Regions from separate parts of the Mus musculus genome. Here region 2 is linked to region 1. A link is a contact called in public HiChIP or PLAC-seq data. All regions are on one chromosome and are shown on one strand. Each heading gives the region's core, a stretch centred on a gene start, on an enhancer-like site or on the middle of the called end of the contact. The rest is flanking DNA. Distances are from core to core; before and after follow the strand shown. Region 1 overlaps Phlda3 (pleckstrin homology like domain, family A, member 3). Region 2 overlaps Pkp1 (plakophilin 1).

Region 1 (5,725 bases), core at 2,333-4,832:
AAGCATATGGGAGGTTTGCATAGGTTATATGCAAAACTACACCCGGTTAGAGAAAGAAGCCCCCGGATTTTAGTGTCTGTGGCATGACCTGGATGGAACCTGTTCCCTGTGGATAACAGGAGTGGTCACATTATTTCCTTCTGTTCTGGTGTAGACAGGTTGAGAAGACCTGGTGTGAGGCATGCAATAAACCAACCATCCTAACCACTGTTCTTGCTTTCCAGCTTCTCTGTCCACTTTGGTTGGTTGGGACCTGGCTACATGTGATGAGCCAGAAGCTATCAACATGAGGAAGATAAACCTATCATCATGGAAGGAGCCAACCAGCCAGAGACGGAGAGCAGAAGCCAGTAGGGGCTGAGCATGAAGATTCAGTTCCTGGACACTAAGACTGTTGTTATATCCAGCTCAGACTTGCGAGCCACAGGCCTGGCCTCCAGTATCATGACTTGGGCCTTACCTGGTCCAGCCCTTGGTTCTGGGTTCTGCAGACTGCTGTTTGACCTCTGGCTTTGAGACATGCCCAAAGAAGGGCTGGCTGTTCTTCATGGCGTGCTAAGCCAGTGCCTCAGAACTCAGGAGGCCAGCCTGGGGTCCAGAAGATGACCACCTTACCTTAGGACAGCCACTGGACTCAGCTTGTGGAGGGGGGTCTGCTGGGCTGGAGTCCTGTGCCTGGGGGGGGTCTCCTGCTGCTTAGGTCCTTTTGGGACCCCCCCGCCCATCTGTACCCTTTCTTTGCACACTTCTTCCCTCACCCCTGTTGCCCTCTCCTCACTTCGGTGTTGGGCCTGGAGGGGGTGGGGGTGGGGTAAGGGTTGGCCCTTTACCATTTCATGCTTATTCCAGAATGAAGAGGCCCAGTTCGTGGGCAGTAACCACGCTGTCTACTGAGTGAAATTCTTTTAAGTACAGGACACCTAGAGCTTTGGAACATCTCTTCTCTAGTCCACAGGCCCTCTGAAAGATGTAACTTGAGGGGTACAAGCACTGTACCCCCAGTAGACATGGCCTCATCGGCCATAGGAAGGAAGGGCCCCAGTGTGACTGAAGAATGTCAAGTCCTGCAGCTGCCTCTTCTGTAGAGGGTGACTTTGTCCCTACTAACCTGGGAAGTGACTCTAGTTTCCAGGTAGGCTTCTCTCCGTGTGGTTTACACATGCAGATTCACACATTAATACGTAATTAAGACTTCCTTAGTTGTTTCTACATGGGAATCAGCAGAGGAATTGGGGCCTTGAGTTAGACAGAACCGGCTGTGGAGTGTCCCCTGTGACCTTTCCCAGTATAACCAGCAAGTCTCCCTCCCCTCCCTGATGCGGAGCAGTGACCTGCTTCAGAGTCTCTCCAGAAGGAACGAGGCCGAGGGAACTTACTTCGTAGTCATTTGAAGTCTCTTTAATAACCTTTGGCTTCTCATGTTTCACACCTTCTGGTGTCTCTTGTTTTTTAATCAAACTTTTCCTTTTCCTGTCTGTGTCCCTCGGTCCTCAGCAGTCTCTCTCATGTGGGATGGGAACTGTATCTTACAGTCGAATATGGGTGTAAAGATGGTTGTATGGTTGACAGTTAACCATTATCTCACTTATTATCTCATTAGTCTACTATCACCCTGTGGATAGCTTCATCCCACTAGGTCAAAAAACCCATCATCTTCCATGCTAACCTAGATCAATGCTATAAAGGTTAGGGCTGAGCCAGTGTGCGCACTGTGATCCATTGATGTCTTCTTCGGGTGGGGAGAGTCAGCACTTTCATGCTTCAGGACTGGAGAGAAAGTTGCCATTCCTGCCTTGATGTAGCTGTTAGTGGGGAAGGGTTACTTTTCCTGTCCTTGTGAAACAGCCACTATTCCAGCAAAGCCCAAGAATTGATCCTGGTGGTAGAGATTCAGGCTTAAAGAAGTGAGGCATCGGGCACTCAGAAATGGGGAAGGAAGATGAGCAGAAATAGTGTCTCTTCTTGGGTACTCTGATTTCCAATGGATGTGGAGAAGGAAAAAAAAAAAAGACAGACCCGATTTCCACCCTAGGAACCCAGAGTTTAGTGGCAGACAAACCAATAGCAGCCAGTGCGGGTGGAATTGACCACACAGGAAGCACTGGGCAGTATTTCCTTGCTGTTCAGTGTTGACCTCGGCAGAGCTGAGAGGGGTCATTGTGCCACAAAGGGCAGCAGACACGGGCAGGGCAGAGCGTCCAGGGCAGGGGGCAGGTACTTGCTTGGGGGATGGAAGCAGGCTCTGGTTTCTGAAGCGCCCTACTTTTTTAAAGACTGAGCCTTGGTTCCAAGTGTGCTTCGGTTCTTGCCCAAAGCCAGCTTTGGTGTGTCCTTTTTGCTAGGTGAGTCCCAAGCTATCTAAAGTTCACCATTAGAGACCCTCTTGTGAACCTGGCACATAGCAGGCCTCTGGCACACATGCGTTGGTGGGGACTGTAGAACAGAATGAATACTTACCACAATTCTGAGAACCCTGGCTTCTCAGCTCTCATTGTAGAGAGGGGTCTGGTGCTCCCAGAACATATTATTTCAAAAGACCATTAGGGGAGCTTCGGGCTTTTTAGCAGGGAAGGGGTCGCACCGCAAGGTCGGCTTTTTTGCTGTGAAGTTCCAAGAAGGAGCAGAGGTCTTCTTCACCCTTGGAATGCCTGCTGTACTGCTGCTAGGGTAAAAGCCCCTTTGGTGACAGAGTCAGGTCAGGGTGCCAGCAGACTCTCAGGAGAGAGAAAACTGCCTAGCTGGGCCAGAGGACACTGTGAGGCCAGGGAGGGGCTGCTGCCACCAACTTCCCCCCTGCTCTGGCAGCCAGGGCCTCGCCCGGCCTGATCCATGAGTCATCAATGGGAAAATGAGACAGGGCATGTCTCAGCTGAACAACTGGAGTCCGAGGAGGTGGGGTGGGGAGGCTGAGGGGAGAAGGGATGGGCTCGTTCTGCTCTGGGAGAGCCGGGTTGGGAGTTGAGGTTTTGGCAAGAGTGAGCCTGTTGCAGGGAAAGAATGGCGAGAAGGTGGGAAAAGCCAGAGAGTCCAGAGCTGGAACTGCAGAAGAGAAGAAAGGATGGATCTCCAGGGCGCGATAAGATTGTCTGCCGGAAATCTGGAGCCAGTGATAAGGCTCCACGGGCAGCTGTGTCACCAGGGCCAGCATCCAGGGACCCTAGCAAGAATGCCAGGCTGGATGCCAGGCTGCCCTGAGGCTGTATGGAAAGCTCTGGCTTGGGTACCTCCAATCGACTATTCTCATTTGCCCACCGCAGTCCACCAGAGTGATTGCTATAAAATGCAATTGATTTCTTCTGCTGGCACCAGCAGCTGCTTGTCCCTTGCAGTGGGGGAGTTCCTGTCCTAATTGTTCGTTCTCTCTCTGTCTCTCTCTACCGTGCTTATGTTTGCACATCCAGGACTCCACAGGTAACTGTTCCCATCCCAGTACCAGTGAAGGTCACCTCACACAACAAACCATTTCCTCCAACTCCTCCCACATTTTGGTATCATGGCTCGGAGCTCTCATGCTCCGAGAGATGCCTCCCCTGACAGCCCTGCCTGCAGGGTAGCCTGAGTAACCGCTCTTCCTGCCGTGTGGCCATTTCTTCACTGAATGCGATTGCTGGTTTGTATGTCAGCCTGTGCCAGTAGACTGGTTAGTTCTTGGATGTGTCAATTGTGTATCCCTGGTGTTCCAGGTTACTTGTCATCCAGTACGCCCTTAATAATAGCAATGGCAAGCAGTACATATGTTTCCCGTGTATTGTTCCAAAAGCTGCAGTTACCTATAGTGCTAAGGCATCTAAAACTGTAGTTAGTACTCGATGAGAGAGGTACTTGTCTTATATTAAGTAAGAAACCAGGACTTGGGGAGGCAAAGTGACTATTCAGAGTCACAGCAGTTAATAAGTGGTGCCGTCAGGAGTCAACTTAGTCATGGTGGAAATCAAAGCAGGTGCTATTAACCCAATGCCAAACAGATTAATTCTTACTGCATGAGTGATTGCTCAAATCAATGATTTAAGTCAGTTTTGCTGAGAGGAGGGAGCTCAGAGGTGAAGGAGCTCTCCTGTGTTAGCTCTGAGGACTAAGGAACTTCAAAGAGCTGCCTGTGAGCTGCTGTGTGCTGAGTGTTCATGAAGAAAGTGACTAGAGTCAGCTTCAGGGACCAGGGTGGCACCAGGCTGTGTCGGTAGTACCTATAGCACTGGAACTTGGGAGACTAAAGCATGACGATCAAGAGTTTGAGGTCAGCCAGGGCTGCACAGAGGCCCCTTCCCAAGCTCCCGATTCTGCCCTAAAACCAAACCAAACAAAAACCAGCAAGGATGGGCTCTGAAAGCAGGGAAAGATCCAGTTATTTGGGCCATCAAAAAGTACAAGGCCAGAGCAGGAGTATTCTTAAGAGTGGAGGGGCCTTCGGATAGGAAGGGACAGCAAGGACTTTGAGGGACCTAAGGAGACCCAGGTCCAAATGTTGTTCCTAGGCTGGTCTAAGATACTGTTTGTCTCAGGACCTAAACTCAGGGTTACCCCAGCCACAAAGGCCAAGATTCAGCAGCTCTGTCTCTCATGTGGCACCATCCCCAGGGGCCTCACAACACGCAAAACTGTCCTGTTTTCTCCATTTTTATTATTATTATTATTATTATTATTATTATTATTATTATTAATGTAGCCTTGACCAGTCCACATTCTGAGAGACTCTTCAAACCTGGACAAGTTGTTCACTGACCCATTGCTGGAGATAGAAGCCTCCATTAACCTTCCTCCTGATGTTACCCAGCAGCTCCAAGGAACCCAAACCTGCAGGCAGCAATGCTTTCCTTGGAAGCATCACCTCCTTTGGCTCAGGCTGGCAACATTTCCTACCTTCTTGGAGAAAGGGCAGCAAACCTCTAGCCGTAGGGAGAAGAGCCAGAAGGAGTCTCTGTGGGGCTCTCCTGCCAGCTCTCTGCAGGGCCCCTCTGCTAAGTTTATCAGTTGAACTCAGCCTCAGTGAAATGTTAGCACTTGGTATTCACTGCATGAGGAGATGCTCTTCTGGCCAGATGTTGGCTTCCAGGAAGCCTTAAGGGTTTTGAGACCAAGAGTATGGCAAGGGAAAAGCAGGCTGGGATAGGGGGTGTTCATGGAGGAGTCTTTGAAGGTGGGATAGAATTCTGATCACAGGGAACATTCCAGGTGGAGGACATGATTGTGTAAAGATGCTAGTACCAGAGAAGATGAGGTGAGACAAGAGACACAAGCAGGTTTGCACAGATCCTGTTTTCTCCATTATTATTGTTGTTGTTGTTGTTGTTATTGTTATTGTGGAGTGACAGCTGAGTGCAGGCCAGAAGGGACTGGGTCACCTGAATCTCTTCCAGGAATTATGCTTTTTATAGGTGTTGGAGACCATGCAGAACTCTGCCACACAGATAAACACACACGCACCCAACACACACACACACACACACACACACGCACATACACCTCCACATATACACATATACCCAACACACACACACACACACACACACACAAACACACACACATGTACACTCCCATATACACACATGCGCCCAACACACACACGCACGCACACACACGCGCGCGCACACACACACACACACATCTACACCCCTTTAGTTTGTTATAAAACCTTGTTTCAACCAAGCCTAATGGTGAAGGCCTATAATCCCAGCTACTCCAGGAAGTTGAGACAGGGGGATGACAAATACAAGGACAACCTGGGACT
Region 2 (5,761 bases), core at 2,310-4,809, 120 kb after region 1:
AGACGCCATCCTGCTGATTAAGCCTTAGAGAGGTTCTGGGCTCTGCAAGACTTGCTGGGAAAGGGAGCAGAGGGCTGCCCTGGCAAGTCTCAGCGAGGTGGGCTGCCCCCAGGGAATGGGCGAGGACCCCTCTTGACAGCCACACCCCAGTAGTGTCATCCATTCCTGGGAGCCCCACCTTAGCTTTTAAAGCCACAGCGCTGGATTGTATGAATGTGACAGCCAGGGATGGCTCTCTTGTATCTCCAGTGCCTTTTGCTGTCACTTTAGCAAGCAGGAGAAAAATTCAGCTGGGTGTTGTCCTCTCCTAACCCTACATAGGCCTGGATACTCTTGGAGAGTATCCAGGCTCAGAGAAAGCAAACTTACTGCCTCTAACACCGCCTGCACAGGCAGCCCACGATGCAGCCTCTAAGGCTGAATTGGCAGTGGCCTCATGGGAATCCAAACACTTTCCCCCAAGCATAACGAGGTATGCCTGAGAAGGCCGTATGACAGTCAAAGGCACAGACTGGCGTCCCACTGTCTTGGTTGTGTCAGGTGCCTGCTTGGGTGCAACCTTAGGCAAGGAGCTTCAAGCCAATATTTCAGTTTCTCCAGCTGTATAACCAAGATCCTAATTGTTCATGACGTACAGGGTCATTAGATATCATTAGACTAATGTTTGTAAATTAGAACTGGACATGACACAAGAACTTGGACCATCTGCATCTCTCTGACTCTCACACTGGCCGCCTTTAGGAGCTGGTCGAGGGGCACATACACACACATGCACTTCAAGGACCCTCCTGTCTCTGCCTCCCTAATGCTAGGATTAGACTTGCATGCCATCATGCCAGGCCTTTTACATGAGCACTGGGGATTCAAATGCAAGTCCACATATTGGCATACCATTAAATTTGCTGACTGAGCTATTTCTCTGGTCCCCTCTGCTCCCCTCCCCCATCTTAATTTCTTAAAACAAGTTCTGTCGCTAAGCATGGAGCTCATGGATTCATGAACTATTCTTGCTGGCGGATGAACTTCAGCAGTCTGCTCGGCTCCATTCCCCCAGTACTGGTGTTACAGATGTGGACTGCTGTGCCTAGTTTTCGAGTGAGTGGGAGGATCTCACCTCAGGTCCTCATGCTCGCACCAAAGGCACTTCACCAGCTGAACCATCCCCTTAGCCCCTAGCTGAGGGGTTTTAATAACCCACAGCATTTCTAAAGAAGTTTCTAGATAATCCATAAGGGGGGCAGGCTCAGGAAGGAGACACCCAGTATTCAGAGCCCCTTGCTGAGCTCAGAGTGAACTCAGCAGGCGGTCTGCCAAGATGGAGGAGTCTTTCCTTACATGGGTGCTCCTAGCATCTGCTGAAGGGACACATCTTCATTGTCTGGATGCCCAAACACCACAGGATGTTTGTGGTGGCCCTGCCCCCAGGGCTCCAAATGATAGCAATCCCACTTCCATTTCCAAACACTGTCTCTAAGTCTTCAGCAAACAGTTGCAGCCAGAGAATGAACGGACACCTGTGCCCACCGCAGGTGGGAGAGCCCTGCTGCCAATGCCTCTCCAGCCACACCCCCACACTCAGATAGGCATCTGCTGGCAGCCTCCTCCTCTTTGAATACAAAGGGGGCATACATACACACACACAAGTACACACACACACACACACACACACACACACACGAGTGCACACATTCACATGTAGGACTATCTCATACTTTCTTGGGAAACTCAAACTTCAGGTGGGATAGCCCGTGAATCTAAACATTCCAGACTAGAAAGTCATGTCCTGGGAGCAGAATTGACCGTCAACAGGCTGGGCTAGACCGGTAAGTTGAAGCTCAGAACGTGGGCACAGAAACATCCTTCTCCACTGGGAACACTTGTGAAGTTCTTGGGAGGCGACTCTTATGACCACAGTCCAAGGTAAGCCAGATAAGACTGCATGGGCCAGAACTCCCCATACTCAGCCTATGTTCTGCCCTCTCTTTCCTAATGACGTAGGAGGAGTCATTAGGAGAGTTACCTGCTCAGAAAGGGAAGCCAGGCTTTGGGCCAGGCTGTATTTGTTTCCTTGCGTGGCTGTTCCTGCATCTGAGGAAGACACTTCTTCATTATGCTAGAGAAGCCCCCAGGTTGTTTAGTGGCTCTGCCTTTAAGGCCCCCTGCCCTCTGCCCCAAATGTTTTCTTTCATTCTTCTCCTTCTTCCTGAAGACGGAGGTGTTTCAACCCACACTGATGCTCCCTCTCTTCCGGCTCATCCTTAGGTAGGAAGCTCTCAGGAGCCCACTGGGTCACTGTGTAGGCAAGGAACGTGAGTTCTAGAGTGAGCTGGATCAAAGCAAACCAATACATTTCTTAAGCTCCTACGGCCCAAGAAACCTGTATTTGCTGAAGTCTTCGGGCAGGACAGTAAGCAGCCATTCTGGACGAGGTGGCACCCACCTGACTGTTCTCTCTGCTTTCTTCTTTTGTATTGCTACCGATCGGACTGTGGTCCTAGGCACTTCCTAACTTCTCCCACCAGACCCCAGGGTCCCCCTGGCCCTGCCTCCTCAGACACTCAGACCTGCCTTTCTCAGGCAAAGCTTCCGTCAGTCCCAACTTTGCTGCAGAGCTTACTGTATCTCTGCTACTTACCAGGCAAGCACATCAACTTGACCCTATTCCCTCTAGCCCTCTATAACCCCCACAGCCAGCCATTTCTTCCCTCCTAACACCTCCCTCTCACACTGTCCCACAACAGCAGACATACCCTGGGCCCCTGCTTCACCTGCTCTCTGCCCACCATTTGAACTCTACATTTCTCTCAAGTCTCTGCCCAAACCTGTCATCTACATCGAGTCTGTTGTGCCCCTTCCTGGCTCTGGATGCCCACAGCTGGACTCCTCCAGCTGCACACCTAATATCCCCTGGTCTTGTCTGCTCTCTGGTTATCACAGCAGGGCTCATTTATTCTCCCAAGCTTTTCAAGCAAAAGGCATTTTACTGTGCCTAGCCCGATGAGTGGTGGTGGTAGTGGTGGTGGTGGTGGTGGTAGTGTGTGTGTGTCTATGTGTGTGTGTGTGTGTGTGTGTGTGTGTGTGTGTGTGTGAGCAGTGGCTGGGTTCCCAGCATGCACTGGTGGAAAAGAGAGGATTTCTCCTGGGAATGGAGGCTCCAGTTGCTGTTGAGCACTGGGTTCCCCATGGCCTCCTTGCCCAGGAGTCTACCACAGATGAAGTGGGCTGGTAGAGGATAGGAGGGCCTCTGAGCAGGGCAAGACAGGTGGCACAGACTGAGCTCTGCTGAGGTTCAGGACACTTCCCTTTACCCTGACCTGGGATATAGCTGATACCTGGCTGATCCCAGAAAATTCTATTTCGATTCTGCATAACCAGACAGAAACTGCCTAGCTCTTTGGGAGCTGTATGTGCAAGGCAGGCCAAGATGAAAAGAGTGTCCGTGTCCCCAGCTATTAGCCCATTTTGAAACCACGCTTCTGCCAACAAGGTGGGGCTGGCCAAACTGGCTCTGCCACAGGACACACCCTTCTCTGCCTGGCAAGTCACACACCCAGTGGAGTGTCCAACAGGGCCATGTTCAGCAAGGCAATCTCCCCACGCCCTTTGCATGAAAGCCAGTATGCATACAACTTCACAGAGTCCTCATCCCTTGTGGGCCCAGAGAGAGCTTTCTAGAGAAAGGACCTGACCAGAAAGCCCCTGCAGGACAGGCTTCATGGTTGTTAATCTCTCAACTACCATTGCCTGTCTGTGCCCACTGAGGACCCTTACACAGTAATGACAACAAGCTGTCTTGCATTTTACTAGGGATTTGTCCACTCCTGCGGAACAAGCTATATCTGATATGCAGATACTTTGTTGAGTGTTCCTGGGCCTTTTAGACTCTGTTCCTTTACCAACAAGGCATCCAAGAGGGGCACACAGGACCCAAGGCATAGAGAGTTCTCTGAAAGGCACAGAGGGTTGCTTATTTAGCAGTCTGAGTCAGTAAGTGAGCTGCTGAGATCTGAGTTACTAAAGATGGAACTTCATCAGGGAGAGAGTCAGTCTCTGACTCGTCTTGAGAAGCAGAGGGCCCAAACTGGGCTGGACTTCTTATTTCCTGGCACACAGTTGTAAGGACAACCACACTGGTCGGACTCCCCGATGTCCATTCAGGCACAGAGGTGCCACTTGGCCTTGAAGGAGGCTGGGGTGGGTGTTCCTCTTTGTGGAGTCTCAAAGGCAAAGAGACACAGCTGCAATTATGTCACCACAGCCTGAAACTCAGGGGCACTCCAGAAACACCCGAGAGATGCCCATGATCCCAAAGGTACTGTCTGGTTAACAGTTTTGTTTTGTTTCTTTGGTTTTTCAAGACAGGGTTTCCCTGTATATCTTTGACTGTCCTGGGACTTGCTCTGTAGACCAGGCTGGCCTTGAACTCACAGAGATCCACCTGCCTCTGCCTCCTGAGTGCTAGGATTAAAGGTCTGCACCTCCTCTTCCCCATTGGCAACCAGTTCCTATCTGAGAAGAGGAACAACGGCAGACTCCACTGTAGTCCAGCTCCAGGGCCCAAATACGTTTTGTTACTGATTTTTTTGTCTGTCTGTCTGCTTGAAATAGTCTTAACTCATTGTCCAGTCATAATTATTCTTTCTCAGCCTCCTAACTGTTAGGATTATAGGGATGAGCCACCTTAGAAAAACATTAAAATGTAAAAAACAAACGTTTGGGTGCCCATCTCGAAAGTGTACGTAGACTTTGTGAGAAAGCTGGCCAGTAACAAACACTCAGGGTCTCTCTTGACCTCCGAAGAGCATGAACTGGGAGCACCTACCAATACAATACGTAATAATGGTATTACGAGACATTTGCAGATAACTGAAGACGGAGCTCCCAAAGCATCTAGATGGCTGCAGCCCAGGTCTGGGGGCACTACAGAACTCTGATCAGTAGCCTGAGAGGCTTTTGGGAGGTGTCTTTCTCTCTGGAGACACCCAGTGTTCCTGTGACCTGGCCTCCTTGGCTGTAGGTTCCAGGTCCTCCTTATGGGGGTGAGAAGCCCCTAGGGTCTCCTCATATACAGTGAGAGGCATGAAACTGAGCAGGTACCAACTGCTATCAGAACCGATCGCCATAGCAGCTACAGCGCCCTCCATCTCTACATCCTCCTCCCTGCTTGATCAGATCCTCTCCTTCCTCCTCCAACCCACTGGAGAAGTAGGGTTGTTGTAGCTCGTGTCACTGTCAGAGTGATTTTGGGAACAAGGATGTGAGAGTTTATACGCATGTTTCTTTTTAAAGATTAAAAATATATTGTTAACTATGTGTAAGAGTGTGTGTGCATGTGGACAGGTGCATGTGAGTGCAGGTGCTCACGTGAACAGAGGTGTCAGATCCCCTGGAAAATGGGGTCACAGAATTGCAAGCTGAGTGACGTGAGTGCTGGAAGCCAAACTTCTGTCCTCTGGAAGAGCATAGAGTTTTCTTAAGTGCAAAGCCATCTCTCCAGTCCCCCATGTTTCCTTGGCTGTCTCTTTCCCATGAACTCAAGACAAATTGGAGCCCCAGTCATTCTACAGGGCAGTGTCATGGGTTCTGGGTTTTGAACTCAGAGGCCAACTCAGCTGTCCCAGCGATGGGTCAACACAGGAAGGGAGGAGTTGAGGGGAGCACCGCAGTGTGAACTGGCTGCCCAGCAGAATATAGATAGATCTCTCACATCCAGTGTCTCCAGCCTGTTCTGGAATGTTGGTGGGATGCTGAGTGGCCCCAG

Evidence for each region. HiChIP or PLAC-seq counts read pairs in DNA pulled down with a chosen protein or histone mark.
Region 2: an HNF4G HiChIP or PLAC-seq map of pancreatic cancer cells shows a contact between it and region 1. The contact joins two enhancer-like sites. A contact is called at or near these places in 1 of 484 Hi-C or Micro-C datasets (epidermal suprabasal cells), 2 of 115 datasets of contacts at active chromatin or transcription factors (embryonic stem cells and pancreatic cancer cells) and 1 of 9 other capture datasets (pancreatic islet).

The regions. Positions count from the first base shown.
Region 1 is chr1:135,768,254-135,773,978 of GRCm38.p6, forward strand. Phlda3 (pleckstrin homology like domain, family A, member 3) reads left to right here. Exons shown (of 2, transcript NM_013750.2): 2 at 225-881. Among named protein-coding and RNA genes, the nearest start is that of Phlda3, 5.0 kb to the left of the region's middle. Within about 2 kb of position 3,583, at least 121 of the 459 cell types and tissues checked have an H3K27ac peak or open chromatin away from gene starts, as enhancers often do. A contact at or near this core is called in pancreatic cancer cells, where this site is marked.
Region 2 is chr1:135,892,047-135,897,807 of GRCm38.p6, forward strand. The region is part of intron 2 of Pkp1 (plakophilin 1); the gene reads right to left. Among named protein-coding and RNA genes, the nearest start is that of Pkp1, 24 kb to the right of the region's middle. Within about 2 kb of position 3,560, at least 20 of the 459 cell types and tissues checked have an H3K27ac peak or open chromatin away from gene starts, as enhancers often do. A contact at or near this core is called in pancreatic cancer cells, where this site is marked.